2 separate regions of the Zea mays genome follow, and region 1 is linked to region 2. Evidence: chromatin contacts called from public Hi-C data. All regions are on one chromosome and are shown on one strand. The core of a region is the stretch at or near the end of the contact, and the rest is flanking DNA. Distances in the headings are between cores, read along the strand shown. Region 1 holds the start of LOC100502539. Region 2 has its middle 17 kb from the start of LOC109940943.

What was found. Hi-C and Micro-C count contacts between places; a contact is called where the count stands out from the background.
Region 1: a contact with region 2 is called in a Hi-C map of bundle sheath, with 2.3 times the contacts expected there. The contact joins the promoter of LOC100502539 here to the enhancer-like site in region 2. A contact is called at or near these places in 3 of 25 Hi-C or Micro-C datasets (bundle sheath, ear and leaf).

The regions. Positions count from the first base shown.
Region 1 is chr7:88,466,100-88,470,476 of Zm-B73-REFERENCE-NAM-5.0, reverse strand. LOC100502539 reads left to right here and starts at 2,837. Exons shown (of 1, transcript NM_001364989.1): 1 at 2,837-3,174. The coding sequence starts at 2,950. The coding sequence ends at 3,075.
Region 2 is chr7:88,010,156-88,014,955 of Zm-B73-REFERENCE-NAM-5.0, reverse strand. No RefSeq gene overlaps it. Among protein-coding and RNA genes, the nearest start is that of LOC109940943, 17 kb to the right of the region's middle. Within about 2 kb of position 2,690, at least 8 of the 20 cell types and tissues checked have an H3K27ac peak or open chromatin away from gene starts, as enhancers often do. A contact at or near this core is called in bundle sheath, ear and leaf, where this site is marked.

The DNA of each region.
Region 1 (4,377 bases), core at 1,588-4,087, 460 kb before region 2:
ACTTATAGCCACCAACCAATTCCTAGTTGTTACCCACTTTCTGCCACCCGCGAACGGTTCGCCCTCCTGGCCCGGACGATCTGGCCCTACACATCAACTGTTGAAATCGTAAAGGTCAGCAATAATGGCTTTATCAACGGCTATAAGAGTATTAAATGCATCGTCAGATGTCAAATAGATCAATCGCGGATGGTCCGGTCGTGCACCCTAGACGGTCCGCGAGGACGCTAAAAATGAATCTTACTAAATCTAGCATCTTCGAGTTTTTCTAGTTTTCAAAGGGCGGACGGTCCGCGCCTCGAGGCCAGACGATCCGCGCTTGGTCCCTAACGGTGATCTTCTCTCCTTCAGACAATCTGTAGTAGAAATGTGGCTTTCAACAAAGTTCCTCTCCGAGATGCATCGAGGTGTCGTGAACGGTCCGCCGGAAGGGCCCGGACAGTCCACACCTAGAGGCCAGATGGTCCGCACTTGGTCTCTGACGGTGCTCTTCTCTCCTTCAGACAATCTGTAGTAGAAATGTGGCTTTCAACAAAGTTCCTCTTCGGGATGCATCGTGGTGTCGTGGACGGTCCGCCGGAAGGGCCCGAACGGTCCGCGTCTAGAGGCCAGACGGTCTGCGCTTGGTCCCTAACGGTGCTCTTCTCTCCTTCAGACAATCTGTAGTAAAAATGTGGCTTTCTACAAAGTTCCTCTTCGGGATGCATCGAGGTGTCATGGATGGTCCGCGCATAGGTGATTTCTCCAAAAAGCTCTCCTGTCCGGAATAATTTACATTATTCCGGACATTCGACTTAAAATTAAGATGGATAGACTTATGAACCTGTGAAACAATCAACTAGACAAACTAGTTAGTCCATAAAGTTATGATGGTCATCAAGCACTAAAATCTATTTAGAGATAATGGTAAAGGCCATTTCCCTTTCAAAGGACAATATAACAAGGACGAGATCGAGGGCTCGAGGCGGCGGTGGTAGAGTATAGAGATGGGGGAGATGGTGTGCGATGAGAGGTGGACCAACCTAAATTTTATCTTAGGGTCCAAAATTTTTTTAGCGACCAACGGTTGGATCCCCACATGCCTTTATAGAGACCAACTGTCAGTCGTCAAAGTTGTATAGTTTTGGTAACCAACAGACTTTTGCTACAAACGTCTTTAGCGACCGATCAACAGTCTCCAACTTTTAGCGACCAACAATTGGTGCTTAATAAGGGTTTCTAAAACTCAACCGTGGTGTAGTGAAATTAGACCTAGTTTAGCCTTTCCCAAACCTCAAATCTTCATCCCTCTTTTACTCTACATCATATATAGGGAAGTTTCGGGTGGCCTGCTGATCCAGGGGCACCCCCTAGAAGTCTCCTCCGTGACGGGGTCCCTTGGGGGAGTTCTAGGGTTCTTCGTGAGCAAGAAGACCCTCTGCGCATGCGCAGACTGTGCAACCCAGAACGTGGTATATTTTTGCGGAAGGGAAAGAAAACATATAACAGTAATTCTCTGATCTGTATTACTGGTATACTAACAGGTATGCAGACTTGTCTTACTGCATGATTTGCCTGTACACGTAGGAGTTAAAATCAACATGTACTAGTAATTGATTCTTCCATCGAATGTTAAGGATTCGCTGACGCCTGGTAGTTCTGCACTCCTGATTGGTGGTTGCCTGCTGGTGGAAATTTTGTCTAGCGCTAAGTGGAAATTTTGGTTGTTTGGTATGGAATCGAAACGAGGAGGATATGCATATGCATTGCCAAGAATATATCGATGAAAAACTTTATCTCCTCCCATGGAATTCTGCGTCCTATTGTTTTCCGCACACGGGAAATATAGAAATGCATGTATGTTTCCTATATATCTGTGCGCACTAGGGACGTCCAAGTATGGATCTGAATAGGGTTGTTGTAACCAGTATACAAGCATTCAAGCAATGCACATGACATATCCGCAGGCAAGGAGCAAAAACAAATTCCGTTGTCGAGTCCATGCATGCATGCGTTCCCCTGTTGTTTTCCACATCTCTTCCTAGCTAGCTTAGCGTACTCCTATTCTACTACACACAGACTGTCAGTGAGTGTCCTTGTCCGTTTGGCGGTGGGAAGGGCTAACTGTGCGTCCCTGTGAGCAACCCTAGCTAATAGCTAGCGGCAGCTTTTCGTTCAGGTAACCTCTTGACTGCTTGAGGGCCATCTCATATATAAGCAGCCGTCGCGTCGCTGCCATTGTATAAATTAATTAAGCAACCTGTGAACCAACCTTATTTGCTTGCAGGCAGGCATGGATGGCCAACTCTTGATCCTGTCAGGCAGGCGCGCGGCGCGGCGCACGGTCCTCTAATCATGGCGAGCTGCTTGCTCCTCAGCACCCATCAAGGGTCCATTCCATTTGATATCCATCCATCCATCATCATGTTGCGATGCAGGTAAGCATGCATCCTATCTGCTGCCCCCCCTAATTAAACAATTTATTATTATAATAAGCAATAGAAAAAAATGGGAGGAGCATCACAAGCTGTCGCGCGCGTACGTCCAAGTCTAGGGGTAAAATGCATGGGACGGATACTTTTTTTTTATTATTGATTCACCCGTCAATAAAGTGTCAAAATCATATATGGAAAGTCCGTATCTGAATTTAAAATTTTAATATCAGAATGTATCGAGAGAGAAAAAAAAAACAGAATGCAGGGTCACTGATGTCCGTCTGTACTTGGTCTAGTTTCATCCCTATCAAAGGCACACATGAGTGTTGACTGCATGTGAGCGGTGGGTGCGGTGGCATCAAGATCCTGCCGGCCGGCCCCTTGTCTATATAAACAAGAGATGCATCTCTCCTCCGGTCCCCATCACCTAGCTAGAAAGGAGAGCACCGAGCACTGCACCACTACTGCTGATATGAGCACCTGAACCTTCTGGGCAACCACATCCGGTCCCTGCCCCTGATCATCCGCAGCAGCCATGGCGCAGCAGCAGGAGAAGAAGCAGCAGCAGAGGGGGAAGCTGCAGAGGGTGCTAAGGGAGCAGAAGGCTCGGCTCTACATCATCCGCCGATGCGTCGTCATGCTCCTCTGCTGGAGTGACTGATCCATCTCAAGCATGCATGATAAACCTGTGCTCTTTTTTTTTCCTTCTGTTTTTTCCCCTCTTTTTCCCATCCTTTTCACCTTGCCACTTTGGTGGGCGGATGACATGGTATATGAATGCTCCTTGTTTGCTTGCCTCTTGCGTAAGGCAAGGGCGCAAGGCTACTGACTTCTCCTTGTAAAGATCACGCGGATGTTAATAGAAACTACTAACGTGTTTTTTTCGCCATACTTTGGAGTGCCTAACTTGAATAGATGATAATTATAGATCACAGCTCTACTACTTAACATTGCCTCTGTTTCGAAGCAACTTGTGTGCACCTTTTCTCCATCTGATTTTAAACGTAGCAAGCAACATATATATGGTTGACTGCATTGGTTTTCGAATAAGGGCTGGATCTAGAGAAGAAAAAATATTCGTGTCATCTAATCATATGTGCATTAATAATCATATATTTCATCGAAGATTGCCAAAAAAATGATGCAAACCTCCTCTATCCTCGTCCTAATGTCATAACTAAGGATTTGCTAAAATCCATGTTCTAATTTTAATTTTTTCAGGCGATGGCTATTGCGTATATTTTATACTAAAATTATAGATTTGGTTCGTTGTGATTTATGTAGGCATAATCTACAATTTTCGTGTTCCAGAATAAAAAAATCCATTAGACGATAGAATGATTTCTATAGTCTGATAAAAACAAAAAAATGATTTGTTATGATAAAGACACAAATTACAAATTATAGAAACAACAAATTTATTTATACCAATTGGTTGTATAGGTATGTTACCTGAAATCATCTAAAAACCGGTACCTGAAATATAAATAGGAAAAGTGGCATAACTAACACGGGAAAACTCGCCATCTAAGAGACACATGTTGTGGTGCTTGTCCTTCTATATATATCTCATAAGCAATAACACGCATTATCACAAATCTAGTCTCTTTCCTATATTTGTTCGTTGATCATCTTTATGACAAGCACCTACCATCAACGAGAGAACATTGCCCCCGTTTGTTTCAGCTTTTTGGAGCTTCTGGCCACCAAAAGCTGTTGCGGACTGCCAAACGCTTAGCTTTTCAGTCAGCTTCTATAAAATTCGTTTGGGTAAAAACCATTTAAAATCAACATAAACACATAATCGGTTGAGTCATTGCAATAGTAGGAATCCGTCACTTTCTAAATCCTGAGTCATATGGACACATTTATCTTCCTCCGCATATAATCCTAATGATACTTAGATTCTCTACACAGTCAGATTCTCCCCACAGCCATATTCTCAGAGAAGCTGGTCAGAAAA
Region 2 (4,800 bases), core at 1,441-3,940:
TGTATAACTCATCATGATGTATAATTTATATTTTGAACATTTCTTCATATGATAAAATAAAAATAAATTTGTTCATAAAACCTATCTCTCTCGTAGTTTAGATGTTTAAGATTTGTACATATTGTTAGAACCATAATGTGAAATGAACAAATGACCAAACAACCAAAATAAACTTTGTAGATCTTGAGAAGTTATAGAATTTTGTAGTTGGTAACTTTTTCATTTGAAGTCATCTTGTCAACAAAAACTACGTCTCAATTTAAAAAATTTAAAACTTGAATTTTGAAAACGATCTCGAAAGAAAAAACCACCAACATGAAAGTCGTAGGTATTGAAGAGTCATGAAACTTTGTAGTTGACAATGTTTTGGTTTGAAATCATTTTGTCAAGCAAAACTATATTTGAATTTTAAAATTTGAATTTTTCAAACTACCTCGGATGGAAAAACCACCAAAATAAAAGTTGTAGGTTTTGAAATGTAATGAAACCTTGTAAATGACAATTTTTTTATTTGAAATCATCTTATCATTGAAAAGTTCGTGTGAAGTTTTCAAATTTTGTAAACGGCCTCGGATGTACAAACTATCAAAATAGAACTTGTAGATCTCGAAAAGTTATGCAACTTTATAGTTGGTCATATTTTCATATGAATTCATTTAGTAACTTAAATAATCAAATTACTCTCGGTTTGTTATAGTACATGAGGAATGGAAACTTAATCTTGACATAAATGATGTAGTAGTGTAGTGGTAGAGTAGGGTATGCGCGAGAGAGAGTTCGAATCTCATCATTCACAAAACATGTAAATTTGATTTAATTCAAAATAATAGTGAAAATGATAGTGGTTGGAGAGTTGTTCCTATAATTTAAAAAAAAATTTGCTATTTTTTTGGATTTTTTTCGATTCTTAATTTGCCGAGTGCTCTTCGCCGAGTGTCCAAAAAAAGTATTCGGCAAATAAACCTTTGCCGATAAAATCTTTGCCGAGTGTAACACTCGGCAAAGGCTTTGCCGAGTGTAAAATGACCTTTAAACACTCGGCAAAGAACACGATTCCAGTAGTGACTAGTGTTGTACGTAAGCAGAAGTTGGGCAAGACGACCACGAGACAAAAATAGTGCACGTTGTGAATTATTTATACCACTATATAATCCACTAGTTTAAATTTTATAAAACTCACTCAACCAAATCACCCTCACATCTATAACCTACACTAAATCCACCAAACAAATTACACCCAAAATTAACACACCATAAAAACAACGGTTCAGATCGATGGATAACATCCTCTCTCTCTTACGCACTTAAATCCAATTGACAATACTATTTATACCATCTTCATCCCTCCCTCTTCCTCTCCCCGTGACCTCGCCGCACCCACCTCCTTCCCACGGCCCCGCCGCCCCCTTCCCATCACTCTCGTCAATTCCTCGTCGTCGTTGTCGACCTGACCCTCTCAGAGCATCTCCAGTAATTTTGTAAAATAAAACTCCCTAAAAGACGATGTAGGGAATTGCTAAATAATAATAGAGAGTATAAATTTCATGTTCTTCAATAGTTCTCTATTTCTAGTTGCTAAATTTTTTAAATAATGCCAACTCAACTTAATTGAAAGGGCTTTTTTTTAAATGGGCCTAGTTTGTCTTGATCCAGGCAAGCACATAGATCAAATCACGATCAGCTTCACCTGTGTGCAAGGTCTTGGCTCATTGGTTTTGCTCCTTCGTCAGATATTCAGGCAGTACTACTCGCGGCATGTGGTAGTTTAATTGTCACCAAGTACTAGTTGCTAGTCCACATGTGTTTCATAAAAGAAATCAATGCCCCATGAATTATTTCAACTGCGATCAGATTGTGCAGCAGGGCGGCTACGATCGGATTGCACATACCTAGAATTCAAGAGTTCTATATGAACTGAAAACACATACAATTCTATCTGAATTTTAGCCACAGCTACACATGAATCTGATTTGGAAACAGTATATAGGAGCAGAACATGCAACTAAAAATCCACATGTTATTCATATATAAGTGTACTCCATGAAACTAAATAATATAAAAGTAGTATGGCCACCATTGGAAACGTGGAAAGCGTGGGGAAGAAATAACGCGCGAAATAGAAAAGAAAGTAGGCTTCGATTTCATGTGGAATGAGCTTCGGGGAGTTCCTTTGGGTTTGCCACATGTAGCAATGAAGGAAGAAAAATGTAGCAACTTCATAAATTTAGCAACAACATTTACAATACATTGGAGATGAGTTTTTTCTAATAACTTCTTAAACTAAGATTTAGAAACATGTTTATATAACTACTGTAGATGCTCTCACCGTGGTGACTGTAGTATTAATAGAGAAATTAATAAAGGATAGTTAGTACCCATGCAGCAACAGATAGCAACGTGTGTTGCGCAGATCGACGCACATATCGGTCAACAACACGTTTCAGCCCACTTTAAATTTGCTTACAGCGTACGCAAGTATATATTACGTCTATGCACTTTGCATCTAGCTAGGTCCATCCATGTCTTTGCTTAGTTTCATGTTTATGAGTTCAAATTAATTCTTTTTAAAAGAAGAAAAAAAAGCCCAAAAGCATATATGCTGTCCGTTGCCTCTTTACAAGTGTCAAGTGGCAGTATACTAGTACTAGTCGTCTGGGTGTGGGTGTGGCACGGCCGGCTCCTCAGTCCTCACGCAGACCCAAAAGTCAAAAGCCGTCGTATACGTGGCATTATCCGCGGTCAATCAACACGTACAATATCTTCCCCAGTACATTCGTAGCCTTTTCTTTAAAGATACTGCCTCCGTCAAAAAAAAATCAAGCATACCTTTTTATAAAGTTAAAGAGTTTAGAGATGGATTACGATTATATTGAAAGCACTAATATTTGTAATACGAGATAAGTATTATTAAATTAATTCTAAAAACTATTTAGAAACTTGATCTATTTGAACTTATAACCGTTACTATTGGACACAGCTTCTTTGCCGAATGCTCCCAGAAAACACTCGGCAAAGTCTCTGCCGAATGACTCTCGGCACAAAAATCTCAGTGAACTATACATCGGCAACGGCTTCTTTGCCGAGTACTTTTTGTCGGACACTCTGGAAGAGACTTTGTCGAGTGTCGTCTGGTACTCGGCAAAGAAAAGTCGTCGTTACGGCGCCAAGTGACGGTGACAGAGCCTTTGTCGAGTGTCCTCCCAGACACTTGCCAAAGAAGCCTTCTTTGCCGAGTGCCTGATATACTGGCACTCGACAAAGAATGCTCCAGTGGCCCCCTTTTGCTAAACCCTTCGCTGAGAGCTCCGGGAGGCACTCGACGAAGGGGGCTTCTTTGCCGAGTGCCTGATGGAAGGGCTCTCGGCATAGAATGCTACAGTGGACCCTTGCCAGTCCCTTTGACTAGTGCACTTGGAGACACTTGACAAAGGGATCTTCTTTGCCGAGGGCCTGGGCCACAGTTCTCGGCAAATAAGCTTTACCGGTTCCCAGGTGTGCCTTCTTTGTCGAGTGCTATGGTCATGCTACTCGACAAAGTACCTCTTTGCCGAGTGTAACACTCGGTAAAGTTCTTGATGTCTAGTCGGAATGCATGGTTAGGAGGGAGAAATTGTCAATGTTTATCAAATGACGAATATTTGCCATCCGTCTTCAACCAATTGAACCTAAGAGCTTCCATGCAAACTGGGCATGAGAACTTACCGTGAACACACCAGGCGCAGAATAGCTCATATGCTTGTAAGTTATGCATGGAGTACTGGTACCAAACATGCATTTTGAAGTTTGTCTTCATAGCTCGGTCATAAGTCCATACCCCTTCCTCCCAAGCATGGGTCAATTCATCAATCAAAGGCCCCATGTACACACCCAATTTATTCCTCGGGTGTCTAGAAATTATCAACGACACGAATATGTTGTCTTTGAAAGCATACGCTGGGGAGGAGATTGATGGGGACGACGAACACGGGCCAACATGTGTATGGGGTAGTGGTCATTCCATAGGGATTGAATCCATATGTGGTCATCGCAACACGTACATTATGAGCCTATTTAGCTTTATCATGGTGAATGGCATCAAAGTGAGTTCATGCTTCACCATCGGATACGTGCAGCATCTTGGAAGGATTGTATCGTTTGCCATTTTTGTGTCATTCCTTCTGTTTCGCAGATTCCTCGGTCATGTATAGACGTTGGATGCTCGGTATGAACAAAAGGTGGCATAGGATTGTCAATGGGATGTCGAGCTACCTCTTTTGTCCGTCATCAGAGTCTACCTCTATGAACCTAGATGATTTACACTTTTGGCAGTACTTTGCCTCCAAATATTCTTTCCTAAATAGGATGCAACCCTTCGGACAGGCATGTATCTACTCATACGTCATCTTGAGTGCACGAAGGAGTTTATGTGCCTCGTACATGCTCTTTGGCAGAACGTGATCCTCCGGAAGCAGGCTGCAGATAACTGTCAACAAACCATCGAAGACGTCTCGACTCATGTTATACTACAACTTGAACGTCATTATACGTCCAATGGCATCCAGTTGAGAAACCTTTGTCTTGTCATGAAGGGGTTTCCGTGTCGCAACAAACATGTCGTAGAATGCCTTTGCGGTCGTCTCTGGCTCGTCCTCCTTACGTCCTTCAATGAAGTGTGCCTCGTGATAGTTGTTCAACATGTCTGCTACCCCAACATCAACATCGTAATCCTCGACTCGTTGTCTCACCACCTCCTCTCTCGTACGATGCGCTTCACAGAAGATCCACCGAGTATAGTCTAGTGTAAATCCATTCTTCCAAATA